2 separate regions of the Macaca mulatta genome follow, and region 2 is linked to region 1. The links are chromatin contacts, called in public Hi-C maps. All regions are on one chromosome and are shown on one strand. Each heading gives the region's core, a stretch centred on a gene start, on an enhancer-like site or on the middle of the called end of the contact. The rest is flanking DNA. Distances are from core to core; before and after follow the strand shown. Region 1 holds the start of FAM120A (family with sequence similarity 120 member A). Region 2 overlaps FAM120A (family with sequence similarity 120 member A).

Region 1 (7,839 bases), core at 1,998-4,497:
TGGTGGTTAGACACCTCCCCTAAGTAAAATATTAATTAAAGATATTAGGCTGGGCGCGGTAGCTCATGCCTGTAATCCCAGCACTTTGGGAGGCAGCGGCAAGTGGATCACTTGAGGTCAGGAGCTCAAGACTGGCCTGGCCCACATAGTGAAACCCCCTCTCTACTAAAAATACAAAACTTAGCCAGGTGTGATGGTGTGCACCTGTAATCCCAGCTACTCTACAGGCTGAGGCAGGAGATCACTTGAACCTGGGAGAGGGAGGTTGCAGTGAGCTGAGATCACACCACTGTACTCCAGCCTGGGCAACAGAGCAAGACTCCATTTTGGGGGGCAAAAAATAAATAAAATAAATATAAAATAAAGAAAAAGTCCCCAATTATTAGTTGTCATATTGTGACCCCCAAGAAGACATAACTTTTGATTAAATTTTAAACATAGATGTTTATTTTTACCTCAACATTTAAGCAATTTAACTTCAAACAACCCCCGAATTTGAGCTGAGAATGCAGAGTATATAAGCGTTTGTCAGCTAAATATTTTGCCTGCCATCAATAGTTACTCAACAAAAAAAGTGTTTTTTTTTTTTTAAAAAAAAGAACACACAGCTAAATAGGGCAACTAAGAATTGAGTTTTATGTGTTATGATACAATAATGAATTTTAAACTTTCCAAAAGTACAATAACTGGTCTATGTTCTCGAGTATAAGTCTAGACAAATACAGTTTCTGGAAATAACTACAAAAGTCAACATTTATTGAGCATTTGTTGTGTGGTAGGCACACAGATTATCTGATTTAATCCTTAAAACAACCTGGGAGGTTAAGTACTATTAATATGTTGATTTTACAGATGATAAAATTCAAGGTTCAAACAGGGTAAATATTTTTGCAACGGCACAGACTTATCAAAAGACAGATGCTGGGGGTCTGACTCCAGAACCTTAGAACTCTACAATGTAATAAGGTGAAAATAAATTTATTTCCAGAATTTCAGATACTGGCACTAGCATTTTTTTTTTTTTTTTTTTTTGAGATGGACTCTCGCTCTGTTGCCAGGCTGGAGTGCAGTGGCATGATCACTACAACCTCCGTCTCCCGGGTTCAAGCGATTCTCCTGCCTCAGCCTCCCGAGTAGCTGGGACTACAGGTGTGCGCCACCACGCTCAGCTGATTTTTGTGTTTTTAGTAGAGGTGGGGTTTCACCATGTTGGCTAGGATGGTCTCGATCTCTTGACCTTGTGATATGCCCGCCTCGGCCTCCCAATGGTGCTGGGATTACAGGCGTGAGCTACCACGCCCGGCCGTACTAATGCATTTTTAAAAATTAAAAGCAAGAGTATTTAAAGAAAAGGTAAATACATGGAATGCAATGCTATGAATGAAAATACAAGTGATTAAAAACTACTACTCCTCACCTTGTGAACCTGCCTTGGGTTATAGAAGGAAATTTGGATATTTCTGGATTTTACCTTATTATTTAATGGCTAACTGTATTATTTCTTTTATTTATTTATTTTTGAGATGGAATCTAGCTCTGATGCCCAGGCTAGAGAGTGCAGTGGCACCATCTGTGCTGACTGCAACCTCTGCCTCTCGGGTTCAAGCAATTCTCTTGCCTCAGTCTCCCGAGTAGCTGGGATTACAGACGCACACCACCAGGCCCGGCTAATTTTTGCATTTTTACTAGAGACGGGGTTTCACCATGTTGACCAGGCTGGTCTCGAACTACTGACCTCAAATGATCCACCCGCCTCGGCCTCCCAAAGTGCTGGGATTACAGGCGTGAGCCACCGCACCTGGCCTGTGTTATTTCTAGATAACATGTCATCCTGGCTTTGTGACTAATTTGATGCATAAGTGAGTGGCATAACTTGTCAGTCTGTTTTTAAATGTAACTTCTTAAAATACCAACAGCATTTAATTTATGTATATATGATACTGGCTTGTATCTGACGTGGCTATCAGAAAAGAAAGCAGAAAAATCAAACTTGCCTTTTTCACCGGGAGTATGGGGGCTTCTTTGACCAAATCGTGCGCGTGCAGGCTCCATGTGCTGGGAAGGGGCTGTCCGGCCACAGCCTGTCGGTTGCATCCTGCTCCTCTACAGAGGTTTCTCCAGAAAAAGAACAGATGGAGAGGTGAAAGTAAGTAAAAGCGGCACTTTAAAACTTTTGTGCTGGGTTTCTAAATTTATATTCTGAAAGGCATTAATCTCTTTTTGAAAATGTTTTATGCAAGCCTAATATACATACAGTATCAACCTCATTTTAGAAGCAATTACGACAGCGCTTAGGAACAGAATTTACGTAAACGACCTCCTTCCAGAAGATGCTACTAAACCAACAAGATTTAAATCCCTCTCCCTAAGAAGGGCAGGGCGACCCACTGCAAAGGCGCACGTTTCAGCCTGGCCATTCCGCAGTGGGAACGCAGGCTTTCCACGCTGCAACAGACCTGTGCTCTCAAGACAGTCTCTTCCGTGACGAGCAGGCGCTTAGGACTACCTGTACCTTCAGACATTATGGTGCGTTTGGCCATGTCATTTGTCATAGGTGTAAAAACCACTACAACCGAGAGCCCGAAGCTGCTGGGATGAGCACCTGCCGCGGAACTGCATTCTCGCGCTCCTTCCTGCTCTTTCCAAGAAGCCCGGCGCGGCCGGCCAGCATCCCGCTCCCCCGGACCCCGCAGTCAGTGTGGGCAGCAGGCCCAGAGCGGTGCGAGCCCACCGTGGCGTTAGAAAGGCTGCGTCCCGACGAGCAGAGTAATTCGGCCTCCGGCTCACCCTCAAAGCTCCATCTTATCGCCGCTTCCCTCAGGAGCAGGCGAGCTCTTCCCCAGGACCTGCTTCGCGGCTTTCCCTCGCCGGAGTACCGCCGGGCGGCGGCGGCGGCCTCTCTGGTCCTGCGGGGAACAGGCCGCCAGGAGGGGAGCGGCGGCCGACGGGCCTGAGGCGGGCGAGCGGCCTGTGGCCTCCAGGCGCGGCCTGCTCCGGCTCAGGCGCCCCCTGGATCCCGCCCCGGCCCGACTCCCGGCCTCCGCCTCCGCCGCAGCCGCCTCCGGGAGCCCCGAACCGCGTCCCGCCGGCGCCGCCTCTTCCGCCTGCTCGCCGGCGGGCCTGCGCGGGCCTGGGCGGCGTCCGCGCCGGGCGGGTCCGCTACGTCAGCGCCGCCCGCCCGCCCCGCCCCGGCCCTCAGCCTCGGCCTCGGCCTCGGCCTCGCAGCGGCGGCAGCGGCGGCGGCGGCAGGTCCCTCCCCAGACATGGCCCTGGGAGGCGGCAGCACATGGCGGCCGCGGCGGCCATGAGCGCGCCCCCGACCCGCCCCAGTCCCCCCTAGAGGCCGCCGCCCCCGCCCGCCCGCCCGCCCGCGCGCCACGGCCCCACCGCCCCCGGCCCCGCCGCCCCCCGCCCGCACCCGCGCCCGCGCCCCCGCCGCCGCCATGGGCGTGCAGGGCTTCCAGGACTACATCGAGAAGCACTGCCCGAGCGCCGTGGTGCCGGTGGAGCTGCAGAAGCTGGCCCGGGGCAGCCTGGTGGGCGGCGGGCGGCAGCGGCCCCCGCAGACCCCGCTGCGCCTGCTGGTGGACGCCGACAACTGCCTGCACCGCCTCTACGGTGGCTTCTACACCGACTGGGTCAGCGGCGGCCAGTGGAACCACATGCTTGGCTACCTGGCGGCGCTGGCCAAGGCCTGCTTCGGCGGCAACATCGAGCTCTTCGTCTTCTTCAACGGCGCGCTCGAGAAGGCCCGGCTGCACGAGTGGGTCAAGCGGCAGGGCAACGAGCGCCAGACGGCACAGCAGATCGTCAGCCATGTCCAGAACAAGGGCACCCCGCCGCCCAAGGTCTGGTTCCTGCCGCCCGTCTGCATGGCCCACTGCATCCGCCTGGCGCTCATCCGCTTCCACGTCAAGGTGAGGCCGGGGATCCGGGCGGGCCGGGGACCGGGGCCGCGCCGCACCCCTATGCCCCTTCCCAGGGCACAGAATGTCGCCCGGCCGTGGCGGCGCTGGGGGCAGCGAGCTCCCCCTGCCCTGGCTCGGGATAGCCGGGCCGGGCCGCAAGATGGATGGCCGCGGGTGCAGGCCGCGCGCTGCCCAAGCCCGCCTCCAGCTGTCCCTGTTCGGGGTCCACGGCCGCGTGGGGACACCTGAGGGCTGGGAGAGAGCACCGGACCAGAATTCGGAGGCGGCAGTGTCATCATCCCGAATATCCTTAGTTTTTCCCGTCCTGTGGGGGCGGGCAGGCTATCACTCACCTTCAACTTTGACAAAATATGACTCCCTTTTCTAATTTAGCCTGTTCTTTCCCAGCAACAGGTTCATCTCGGAAGCAAGCAGGATACAGAGTAATAGAGGGGGTTTCGCCAGGGCCCTCGGGGGCTGCAGATATCACTGCTGCCGCCGCCGCCCTTGCCAATGCTGTTAGCCCGGTGACAGCGAGACGTGTCTAAGGGCCAGTGCCCTGGCCTCTACTTCAGAACGCAGTGCCCTGTCCGTGTTCCTCTTAGTACAGGGTGTTTAGAGAATCTTTCTATGACTTTTTGTGTTAGATTTCAAAGAACCGTGCACTTTGACAGGATGGGATTTGTCAGTTCTGTGACTTCACGTCGGTGTGAAAGAGGTCTTTAAGGCAGTTCGGTTTTGTAGATCCCACGCGAAAGGAGTCCTTCAAAGTCAGGGGGCGAGCTACACGGGGCGTGAACTCGCAGGATTTATTTTTCGGGTGCACAGTAAGTATTCAGTGACCTTCAGCGGCGCCCTGACGGGTGGGTAATCAGAGCTCTACATCACCGGCCTCCTCTGGCCCTTTGGCAGAGGGTTCCGCAGCTGGCACTGGGCCAGAGGAGAACTTCAGGACCCAGCAGTGACTGTGGAGATAAGCACAGACATGATCCTGGACTTCACGTTCTGATTGCTTGCTTTTTTCATTGGTTTTCTTGAAAACAAATTTTGGGGGCCTTTTTGGTGTCTTAGCTCTCGCCACTCTGCCTTCCATCTTGTCATTCTTTGACATTTCCTTGAAACTGCTGGAGCTGAAAGTTTGTGAAATTCTGTCTTCGCGGTTGCCCCCGGTGCCCGCGAGGAGATGGTGGTAGTTAAGCCTAAAATGATAGCGGAAGTCCCACCCACGATCCGGTTGCAATTGGTGAGATGGTGTTTAAGTCGTGGGTGGAGGCGGCCGGCAGAGTCCCGATTGGCCCCTGCGCCTGGCAGACACACAGCTGCCATTCCTCAGGGAAGTTCGGGTGAGAGGAAGTGCCTGCCTAGTAATTTCTGAATCGGAGCCTGGGGCGCTCAGGGAAGTAAGGTGCTGCCATTTGTCTGAAGCGATCCATCTTCCTAATAGAGCGTAAAAGTGTTCAAAGTTTGGTCTTGTTCAGAGATGGAAAAGACTACTTAAAAGACAGGATGGGCTGCACTTGCCTTTGGTAACCGCACAGCTATCTACTTAACTAGTCAGGCGAGTTTCAAGGGAACACTGAATATTACTTAGGATTAGAATCAGTGTGTATGCATATGGTCACTGTATCTTTAAAGAACTGTTGAGTTCTTTTTAATTCTACAGTTTCTTTATCTTTGCACCCCTTTGAATGCCTCGCACACCTAGTAGGTGCTCAGAATTCAGACCAATGTGTAAGTGTTTGGAAACTAGATTTAAGCTCCATTTCAGATCGTCTTTTTCACTTAGGTTTCTGGACACGGGATAATTTTGTCTATATTTTGCTTTTGCTAAGCTTTTAATTATTGAGCTAGGATCATATTATAGTGTAAATTGCACAAAATGAATATTGTAATGACTCGATTACTTGGTGGTCTCTTAGCTGGCAACCTTACTTTTTTGAAAAGTGCCTGAGAGATTTAGCTACTAGAAATTTCTCAGCAACCAAGCAAGATGTCAGGAAGTTGTGGGGGGTGGCGGGCGTGGGGGGGTGCCTTTACTTTCCTCACTGAAAAATCCTTTTAAGCTCTCTCACTCACGGACTGGTCTCTTTTTAGATGTAATTCTAACAAGCTTGGTTATCTATTTTCTAAACTCAGCTTGAGAAGAGGGTGAAGAGGAGAGTCTGCCAGAGGCAGGAGCACCATTAATAGCAAGAAGTGACAACAAGAGTGAAGATTTAAAAAGCTATAAAAAGCAAACATGATTCTGGGGCTATTTTAAGAAAAGGAGAACAACCCTATGTACTTCAGTGGTCCCTGAGGGTAGTACAATGTGTTTTCTGTAAGGATGATTGGGAGTCATAACAATTAATATTCAGCATTCTCTGTTTAAGGGATCGAAACAGCGTATACCACTTAACAAAATATACCCATAAAATGGTTAAAAGGTTTAAAACCATGATGAGGTATCACTACAGGCCTATTAGAATGGCTAAAAGAGAAAAAAATTTGAGCAATACCAAGTGCTAGCAAGAATGCTGAGCAACTGGATCCTTACACATTGCTTGTGGGAATGCAGAATGGCACCGCCACCCCAGAAAACAGTGGCAGTTTCTTATAAAGTTAAGCATACATTTATCATACCATCCAGCAATTCCACTCCTGGGTATTTTCCTAATGAAGACTTTTGTTTGCGCAGAAACTCGTACTCAAATGTCCATAGCAGCTTAAATCATAATAGCCAAAACGTGGAAACAAAATATCTTTTAATAAGTGAATGGTTAAACTACTGTATAGCCATACTATAGAATGCTGCTTAGCAATAGTAAGGAAGGTGTAGGTAACAACTTGCATGAATCTTTAATTAAGGTTTTATACTGAGTGAAAGAAGCCAGGTTCAAAAGGGATGATTATAAAACTATAGTGATGGGGACCAATTCAGTGGTGCTGAGAGTAGAGGAGAGGAAGGATGTACACATTAAGGGGACAGCAGGAGAGAGCTTTGTGGAGTGATGGAACTGTTCTGTATTCTGATGGTGGTGATGCTACCATACATTAAAATCAGAATGATTCATCCAAAGTAAACGTGTTAATTTTATCGTATGGTAATTTTTTTAAAATTAAGTAAAAACCACTGGCAAAGGAATTGACATGAACACTTCAGTATATATAATATTGGGTAAATGAGACATTTATGAAAACTTTAAGCATCTTACTGGTGCTTTCTCGTGTTTCGTAAATTGGCGGAGGGGCATAATTTCTTGTTACCCTTGCTTAGAGAAATCTTTTTTTTTTTTTTTTTGAGATGAAGTCTCACTGTGTTGCCCAGGCTGGAGTGCAGTGGCGTGATCTTGGCTCACTGCAACCTCCACCTCCTAGGTTCAAGCGATTCTCCTGACTCAGCCTACCTAGTAACGGGGATTACAGGCGTGTCTGCCATCATGCCCGGCTAATTTTTGTGTTTTTGATAGTGACGGGGTTTCACCATCTTGGCCAGGCTGGTCTTGAGCTCCTGACCTCGTGATCCACCCGCCTCAGCCTCCCAAAGTGCTGGGATTACAGGTGTGAGCCACTGTGCCCGGCCAGGAGAAATCTTTTTTGACTTAGAGTTTATTTCATTTACAGAGTAATAATTGTATTTTTTGTTCAGTAGTAGTAATTGTATTTCTTTAACCATTAGAAGTTGGTCTACGTGGAAGGAGAGCCAGAACAATGAAAATAGTAATAATACGTTGGCCTGTGTATTGACTAGTTTTGGATAGGTCCTGAAATAGCCTAATTTGAACTTGGTTTTAGCTAGTTACTTGGACAGTTTCCTGTTGTGTGCTTTGGGTCATTATAACCTTTGAAACTTCAGTAAATGACTTATGTTTATTTTAAAATCTTGGTCACTGGAGCTTTCATAAATGTTTCTGCTATATGACTTGTGGTATCAGTGTAAGGGTTTATAATG
Region 2 (7,839 bases), core at 2,923-5,422, 120 kb after region 1:
GGCACACAGCTGCTCACCAAATGTCCATTTCCTAGAGCCCAGATCATTTTGCTGTTGAGTGCCTCTTCAGGTGGTCTCTCCCCTTTGCCATGACCCTGTGTCTCTGGTGGCTTCCCGCCTGGTGTGACACGATGGGCTGGGCTCACCTTAGGCATTGCCTGGCCCTGACGGAGCTGGAACAGCCACTTTCAGTTTCTTTTTTTTTTTTTTTTGAGATGGAGTCTTGCTCTGTTGCCCAGGCTGGAGTGCAGTGGCACAGTCGTTGTTCACTGCAACCTCTACGTCCTGGGTTCAAGCGATTCTCATGCCTCAGCTTCCCCGAGTAGCTGGGACTATAGGTGCGTGCCACCACGCCTGGCTAATTTTTGTATTTTTAGTAGAGTTGGAGTGTCACCATTTTGGCCAGGTTGGTCTCGAACTCCTGACCTCAGGTGATCTGCCTGCCTTGGCCTCCCAAAGTGCTGGGATTACAGGCGTGAGCCACCGTGCCCAGCAGTCCTGCTATATTTTTATGTTTTGTATTACTTGTCTCAAGGTTCAAAGAAAATGATTGCATTGATTCATGGAGAAGGTGTGTTAGTATTTCTGAAATTTTAGGGTTGGAAGCTAAAATAGAGGCTGTTGTAGGAGAGTATGTGGGGACCCTTGGTTTATGGAGGTCATTCCTTAGGCAAGGGTCACATCTCCATCTGGTTGAGTGAATGGATTTTGTCATCAACAAGGCAAATACCCTGGTTTTCAGAATAGGAGGCCTAGAAGATGCTGGAAGTTACCACCATCTTTATTGGGAAGGGGATGCGATGACGAGAGCTGGAAGATTTCTGTTCTTGTCTGTAAAATGACCGTTTGAAGGTGAAAACCATCCATATTTTCTTCAGCACCAAGTCAGTCTATGACAGCGGCTCTCAGCCCTGGTGATTGGCCCCCAAGGGACATTTGGAGACGCTGATTGTCACGACTTGGTGTGGGGCACTGGCTTTTAATGAGTGAAGCCTAGGGATGCTGCTAGACACCCTACGGTGTATGGGACAGGCCCGTCACGGAGAGGAAACAGAGCCACCGTATCACATGCCAAGGTTGAGCCTGGTCTAATGATAGAAGCAATTCAAGATGTGTCTTCATGGCCTTCACAGAGAGCCATGTCTTTCAGAAAATGGGCTGGATTAGTCTCAAGGACCTTTTTTTTTTCAGAGAATTATTTTTAAATCTATTCAGAGGAGCGGGGAAGGCCCATTCAGAAGAGCTGTTTCACAAAACGTGGTGCTTATCAGTGCAGATTTCTTGTTGAGGTTCCCTAGCAATGAGTATAGTTCCCCAGTAGAAATGGGGTATGTGCACTACTGCATGTCACAGGCAGATGTGGGAGACCCTGTTTGTTTTGTGGCGGTGGGAACAGTCGCAGTTTTAGAGAAGACTTCTTGAGGGGCGTTTGTTACTTTAAACAATTTGGTGCCATTCAAAGGATTAGACAGATCTCCTGAAGGGGGAATCTCCCTCATTTTCAGGATATTAACTACAGAGAGTTGAGAGAAGGGGCCGTGGAGGGAACTGACAGAGACAGGTAGAGCGTCTGCCGCCCAAAAGTCAAAGCAAAGACAGGGTGAGAGGGACCCAGCTGGGCAGTGTCTGCTGTTGAATCTTCAGAGTGTCATTAGGCCAACATTTGCATCCTCTCTCTACTGTTTATCAGAAACCACCTTCTCATTTGTTGTCCTTCATTTTAAACAGGGCAGACCTCCTTACGCTGCTTCAGCAGAAGAAGTGGCCAAAGAACTTAAGTCAAAATCTGGGGAATCGAAGTCCTCTGCTATGTCTTCAGACGGGTCCCTGGCTGAAAACGGAGTGATGGCCGAGGAGAAGCCGGCTCCCCAGATGAACGGGAGCACGGGTGACGCCAGGGCCCCCAGCCACTCTGAAAGTGCCTTGAATAATGACTCTAAAACGTGCAATACAAATCCTCATTTAAATGCACTAAGTACAGACAGCGCTTGCCGCAGAGAAGCTGCTCTGGAGGCAGCTGTCTTAAATAAAGAAGAGTAAACTTATTTTTTATAGAGGGTGAAGGATGCTGGAAGGGTAAGGATTTAGGAATATCTGGAGAGAAAGAGAGCCTGCAGTTATGTACATTTTGTCCTTTCCGTAAGAGAAAAATGAGGACTTTGGAAATTCAGATCCCTCTTTGATATCAGAGATTTAAACAACACATTTTTAGTTTTAACCAGTTGTAGTCAAAATGCTACAATAAAACAAAAAAGAGAAAGAAAATGAAGAGCATTTGACTCCCGCACTTAAAATGAAGTACACATAAAGTTTAAACTGGTTATGACAAAAGCCTATAGTTGTGTTTCTTGAACTATAAAGAAAACAAATTTTGGCAGTCTTTAAGTATATATAGCTTAAAATATAATTTTTAGCATTTGGCACCATATGTATGCCATTATATTTGATTTTGCATTACTGTTTCACAATGAAGCTTTCTTTAAGGCTTTGATTTTTATGATTATGAAAGAAATAAGGCACAACCACAGTTTTTCTTTCTTAAATTTCATCACTGTTGATGTGGTTCTTTTGTGTTAAAAAAAAAAAGTGCAACTATCAGAACTAAAAAATTATAGAGTAATATTGCCGTTCTGCTGATTTTAAATATACAATACATCATACATACTTTACAAGCAAGTTAAATGGAGATAAAGTTGAAATCTTAGAAGATGCAAATGACCTTTCAAAATCAACACAATGTGTTCTGAAACTTTCGTGACTAATACCATGCATCTGTGATCAATGAACTATGTGGTTTTGAATCGGATGTAGACCATTAGTACTACTACTTGAGCTAAACTTCTGCATGGTTCATAATTTTTAAAGTGTGTAGTTAATATGCATGTTATTGTCCTTTCTTCCATTCTTACCAGTATGTGCCCATTTGCAAAACAAAAATGCTAATAATCAGTAATAGTCCTATAAAAGATGTTAACTCTGTTTAGTCATTGACTGATCTTGCTCTAACCTTAAAATTTTGTGATTATTGACCTCTGTTGCATTTATTCTAAAGCCCCCCAAAAATTATCTAGCCGTTTCGAATATCAACATTACCCTGGTGTATTCACTGCTGTATGCATTATTGTTCTTTGTTGCTGTTTTATGCCTTCATATTAGCAAATATGAAATTCTGTGAAAAAAAACCCTTTGATCTTAAAAAACAAAAAAAAACCACCCCCCCCTTCTGTAGCAGGAAACAAATTGCTTGTTCTTGAGAACTTTCCCATCAAGAATTTAGTAGAAGCAGGTATACTTCTATCATTTTGATGTTTTTGTTAATGTTTCCAAACAATGTACTTTGAAATCAGAATCACTTCTTATCGTTTTCATATACTTCTGATGCTCTTCATCACATTAGTGATCAGAAATGAGGTGTAATTCCCCAACCCCTGCCCGCAAGAGCTAAGTAGGATCTTACTGTAAGTTGAAGGGAGTTTTGCCCTAACTCATGGATTGTGCAAGAATGAACTGCTGTTGGGTTTGACTGACTGTCGATGGATTGTGGTGTGGTGTATCTGAAGGCTATTGAATGCAACTTACAATGCTTAATAAAAATCTTTATTCTTTTAGTATAAAGTATGGCGTGGCTTTTAAATTCACTTGTAAAAGCTAATTTTACCGAGGTTTAATTCAAATCGAAACAACTACTGAAAAGATCAGAAAACCAAAGTTTAAAAATATTTTACCTTTTCAAAGTAATTCCAGGTTTCCGGCTTAGAGGAACATTAATATATGATTAATTTGTTTGATAGCTAAATTTCAAGCAACCAAGGGGATTAAAAAAAAAATTCTGATGAAGCAGACTTACAGAAAAGGTTTTTTTAAGCCCCAAGGAAGCAATAAATTTGACTCCACCACGTTTTAAAAGCTGGATGTTAGAAATATAGTCCGTTTTTCATGCTATCCTTTTGATTGACGGCTCTTCTCTGCAGCCTGATATGAGGTCCCCATACCCAGGTCCGCCGAACGCCTGGGGAAAGCGTCCCGTGCTGCCCCCTAGCGGCGGATGGTGGGCTAACGGCGCCGGAGGCAGCCAGGAGAGCCGCGGCGATCCCGCTCAAGGGAGGGGCTGGCGCTCGCCCGGGGGCGCGTTTCCTTCCTGTGGAAGGGCGGGGCGGGGCCTTGCGTGGCGCTTCCTGGTCCGCCACCGCGCAGGCCCAGGTGCGCGCGCAGCCCGCGGGGCGTGTCCGTGTGGGTGAGGCCTACTCCCTGCTTTTTCCTCCCGGCGGCCGAGCCTGCGCCGTGAAGCCCGTTCTGTGTGCGAGGCCGGCGCCGGGCCCAGCAGAGACCCGTGTGTCCCGAGAGGGACCGAGCAGACCCCGGGAGCTCGAGTGCCAGCAAAGCCCGAGCCGAGCCAGTTTCTCCAACTAACACCCTGAGAGCTCTCCTGGTCCTGGCTGTTCAGACCTCAGACGAATTCACCCCTTTTTATGGGGCGGGCTTTCAGAGTTTGAAGGAAGTGAAGCCAGTATCACTCACTCCAGGGCCTCTTCCTACCCCCACTCGCCCGTCCCTGACGGTGGCCCGCTGTTTCGGGCCTGCGGCTGAGTCCCTCTGCGCCAGCCTTCCGGTGGCGGGCCCCCCAGCCCGTCTCTGTGCTGTGGGAAGATGGGGGCGCCCGGACGTCTCGGTCTTTCAAAAACACGATTCCACTGAGGACCCTGCCTGTGACGGGAACAAGTCTCACCCACTCTGGATCGCACATGCCTGGCAGAGGGACAGCGTTGTGGAGGAACACCTTCCAGGCCCACCAGCTTCCACCACCCATTGCTAGGCAGTGCCTCTCCCACCGTGACAACCATGCACTTTTCTTCCCTCTCCCAAGGGGCAGGTCCACCCCACTTGAGAATAGCAAACTGACGGGGACAGCCCTCTGGCTTTAAGAGGGGAGAGGGACAGGCTTCTGAACAGCAGAGTCTCAGCAGCAGGAGCGCGCGCATGTCAAGGGTCCCGCTCAGCTCCCTGACAAGCAGGTGCTCCTTCCTTCCGGTGGCTCTGGTCTCTTAGCTGCAATTGCTGTAGGTGAGAGAGCAGCACAGCTTGCTCCAGGTCACTCTCAGCAGGGACTCGGCTGCAATCCAACCCTTAGCTCCAGGTTGGGTCTGTCCACCCGCTCCTAAAGCCCCAGTAGGTGCAGGCTTGGGCATTAAGGAAAGAGGAAGGGAGAGGGTGCTGGGGCTCCAGCGATCCTGTGGCTGGAACAAGGAGGCCAAGGACACCCCTCCTTGCTGGAGCCATCCTGGCCACTCCTCCCACACCACCAGAATTGCAGAGGAAGGCCTAAGGGCCAGTGACTCTGGGTGGCGCTGGTGCGGGCTGGACTGAACGGTGATGCTGATGTTTCACCTTCCTGGCAGCATGATATCCTGGGGCAAGTCGTATGCCCTCCCGCCTGGCCATTTATTCTTTTCCTTTTCAAAAATAGGTTTTACTTTTTTTTTTCTTCTTTCAAAAGCAGTATGTGTTTATTGTGGTAAGTTTAAAAAATACTGGCTAGATACACAAAAAGGAAAAGAAGTCCCCAGTGACTCCTCCATCCTGAGACACCTGTTTTTAACATTTAGTCTCTCTCCTATGCAATATATAGATTCTTTTCTTATACAAAAAATAATCATGTTAATATTTTGTAACATTTTCCCCACTTAGCATCATTTGATGATTGCCTTTCCCTACCATACCATATCCTGTCACAGTCCCACAGACTCCACGGTGGGGCTGCACCGTAACATATTCAGTCTTTCCCCACCAGCATGGTTGGACATTTCCTTGTTCTGCAAGCACTTGGGGAGAGTCCATGTCAGGTCCAGCCCTAGGCCCCATGGGATAGATGTCAAGGCCCCTGCCTTTCTGGCATTTACATTTGAGTAGGGGGACAACATACATGTGTACAAATAAGAATATTTCAAGCAAGAAAATGAGAAAAAGAAGATGGGGAGATGGGTGGCATGGGCAAATGATGCAGCCATGAGTGGAGGCTATCTGGGAACACAGGTCTGGGCCAGGAGCAGCAGATGGAGCACCCAGCTGAGGAGAATCCGTGGAGAGCGGAGAGCCCCATGGCCACCCTGAGGACAGGGCTTGCTGTGTCCTCCAGTGCTGTGGTCTGTTGAAGGCTTTGGGGCAGGACGGGTTGTGCTTGGATGCCCAGTGGGCTCCAGGTATCCACGCTACCCTGTAGGTGGGTCTTGCGAGGACCAGTGTCATTATTCCTGGTTAGCATTTCACCAGTGGGGAAGGGTGAAGGAAGGGAGTCTTTTGGTGCTCCTGCTGATTTAGCCCTGGAATGCTGCTTGGTATCCAGGGTCCAGAAGCCGTTTGTCTGTACTAGCCTGGCTGCTGGGCACAGTCAAGGCACTGGTGTTTGCCAATTTGACAGGTTAAAAAATGGGTTTTTATTTGCATGACTTTGATTTCTAGTGAGGGTGAACATTTCGCCTCTTACATTTAATTTGCCCATAATTTCTTCATTTTTCAATTGACAGGGAACTTCTAATGTCTCTCCTGGCTGTTTCATGATCTCCCAAACAATCAGGCCAAAGGTAAGAATTTTAAGAAATAATTCACTGTCTGTACCTTCCTCTGTATCATCACCAACAAGGACCAAGGTAGTGCTAGGCTGCTCTGCCTTCCAGGACACCCCTCCTTGCCCTGCATTCCTTCTCCCTGCTCAGAGGGAACCCACCCCTGCACTGCGCGGGGCAGACAGCAGAATACATGTGTTTTATGACGGACGCTAACCTTGGGGCTGACTCTCATCCCTCCCTCCCTTTTATTCTACTTTCAGTTCTTCTGAGAATACACTGATTTCTTGTTAGCCCCAACTCCCTACCCCTACTCACTATATCTTGGACAAAAGTCCTTTGCTACTTAGCTCCTCATGTTGTGGAGTAGACGGTGCAGAGGCCTTTTTGCCAGGAGCCTGCGCTGGCCAGCCTGTCAGCTCTGCCCTCATCCTCCCCACCTTGGTCCCCAAGCTGCCTGGTTACTCCTCCCTGTACCCCAGGGAAGCCTCCAGTCTTGGCCCTAACACAGCTCAGGCTAAGTTGACCAAAGACCTGCAGATGGGGCAAAATAGGCTTTTCATTAATGTGCTTTGCCCTGTGCTGAACTGGCTGTGGGACTTCACCAGAGTTTGTAAAGGACAGTCATGTGAAAGTGCACTCAAGAAAAAATAAAAATGCAACAGCAGTGGTAGTAAGTTCTATGAAGGACAAATGCAGAGGAAATGAGGAATTTACATGGGTGGGGGTAGGAGGAAGGTGTCAGGGAAACCTCTCTGAAAAATGACCTAGAGGGCAGGTGGGAGCTACCCAAGCAGATTATGGGCACCTTGGGTGGACCAGGATATCCTTTTCCCATGCTGTGCCCAGCAAGTTCCATCAGTTCAGGAAGCAAACAGCTGGAGGCACCTGTGTAGACCCATCCTGACCTCATGAAACCATGCCTGCTCCTAGCATTTGTGCATGTCCATCCCCACAAACTCAACTGATGCCAGTATGGGCTATAGGGAGGGTCACATCAGTCCCAGTTTGCCCACGATAGCCTCAGCCAGTTTGCCCAGGATAGCCTCAGCCAGTTTGCCCAGGATATCCTCAGCCAGTTTGCCCAGGATAGCCTCAGTTTGCCCCTGTTCTGGTGCTTTATTAACAGCACCCTTTTGGATAGTAGTAAATAATGTGGTCACCTGGCTCAGAGACTTGTCCACAGGCTCACTGCATCCAAACATCACAGGACCATCCTAGAGATGGTCAACAAGGAGGGTCACTTTCATATCTGTCAGAAAAGCCCAGATGGCTTAAA

The links. Hi-C and Micro-C count contacts between places; a contact is called where the count stands out from the background.
Region 2: a contact with region 1 is called in a Hi-C map of fetal cortex germinal zone, with 2.2 times the contacts expected there. The contact joins the enhancer-like site here to the promoter of FAM120A in region 1. A contact is called at or near these places in 6 of 14 Hi-C or Micro-C datasets (CD4 T cells, blood, cortical neurons and 3 more).

The regions. Positions count from the first base shown.
Region 1 is chr15:124,033,841-124,041,679 of T2T-MMU8v2.0, forward strand. It overlaps FAM120A (family with sequence similarity 120 member A), which reads left to right and starts at 3,248. Exons shown (of 18, transcript XR_013404965.1): 1 at 3,248-3,917. It overlaps FAM120AOS (family with sequence similarity 120 member A opposite strand), which reads right to left and starts at 3,136. Exons shown (of 3, transcript XM_028835352.2): 1 at 2,603-3,136; 2 at 1,995-2,115. The coding sequence starts at 2,619.
Region 2 is chr15:124,149,344-124,157,182 of T2T-MMU8v2.0, forward strand. FAM120A (family with sequence similarity 120 member A) reads left to right here. Exons shown (of 18, transcript XR_013404965.1): 18 at 1,729-3,615. Among named protein-coding and RNA genes, the nearest start is that of PHF2, 12 kb to the right of the region's middle. Within about 2 kb of position 4,173, at least 37 of the 40 cell types and tissues checked have an H3K27ac peak or open chromatin away from gene starts, as enhancers often do. A contact at or near this core is called in CD4 T cells, blood, cortical neurons and 1 more, where this site is marked.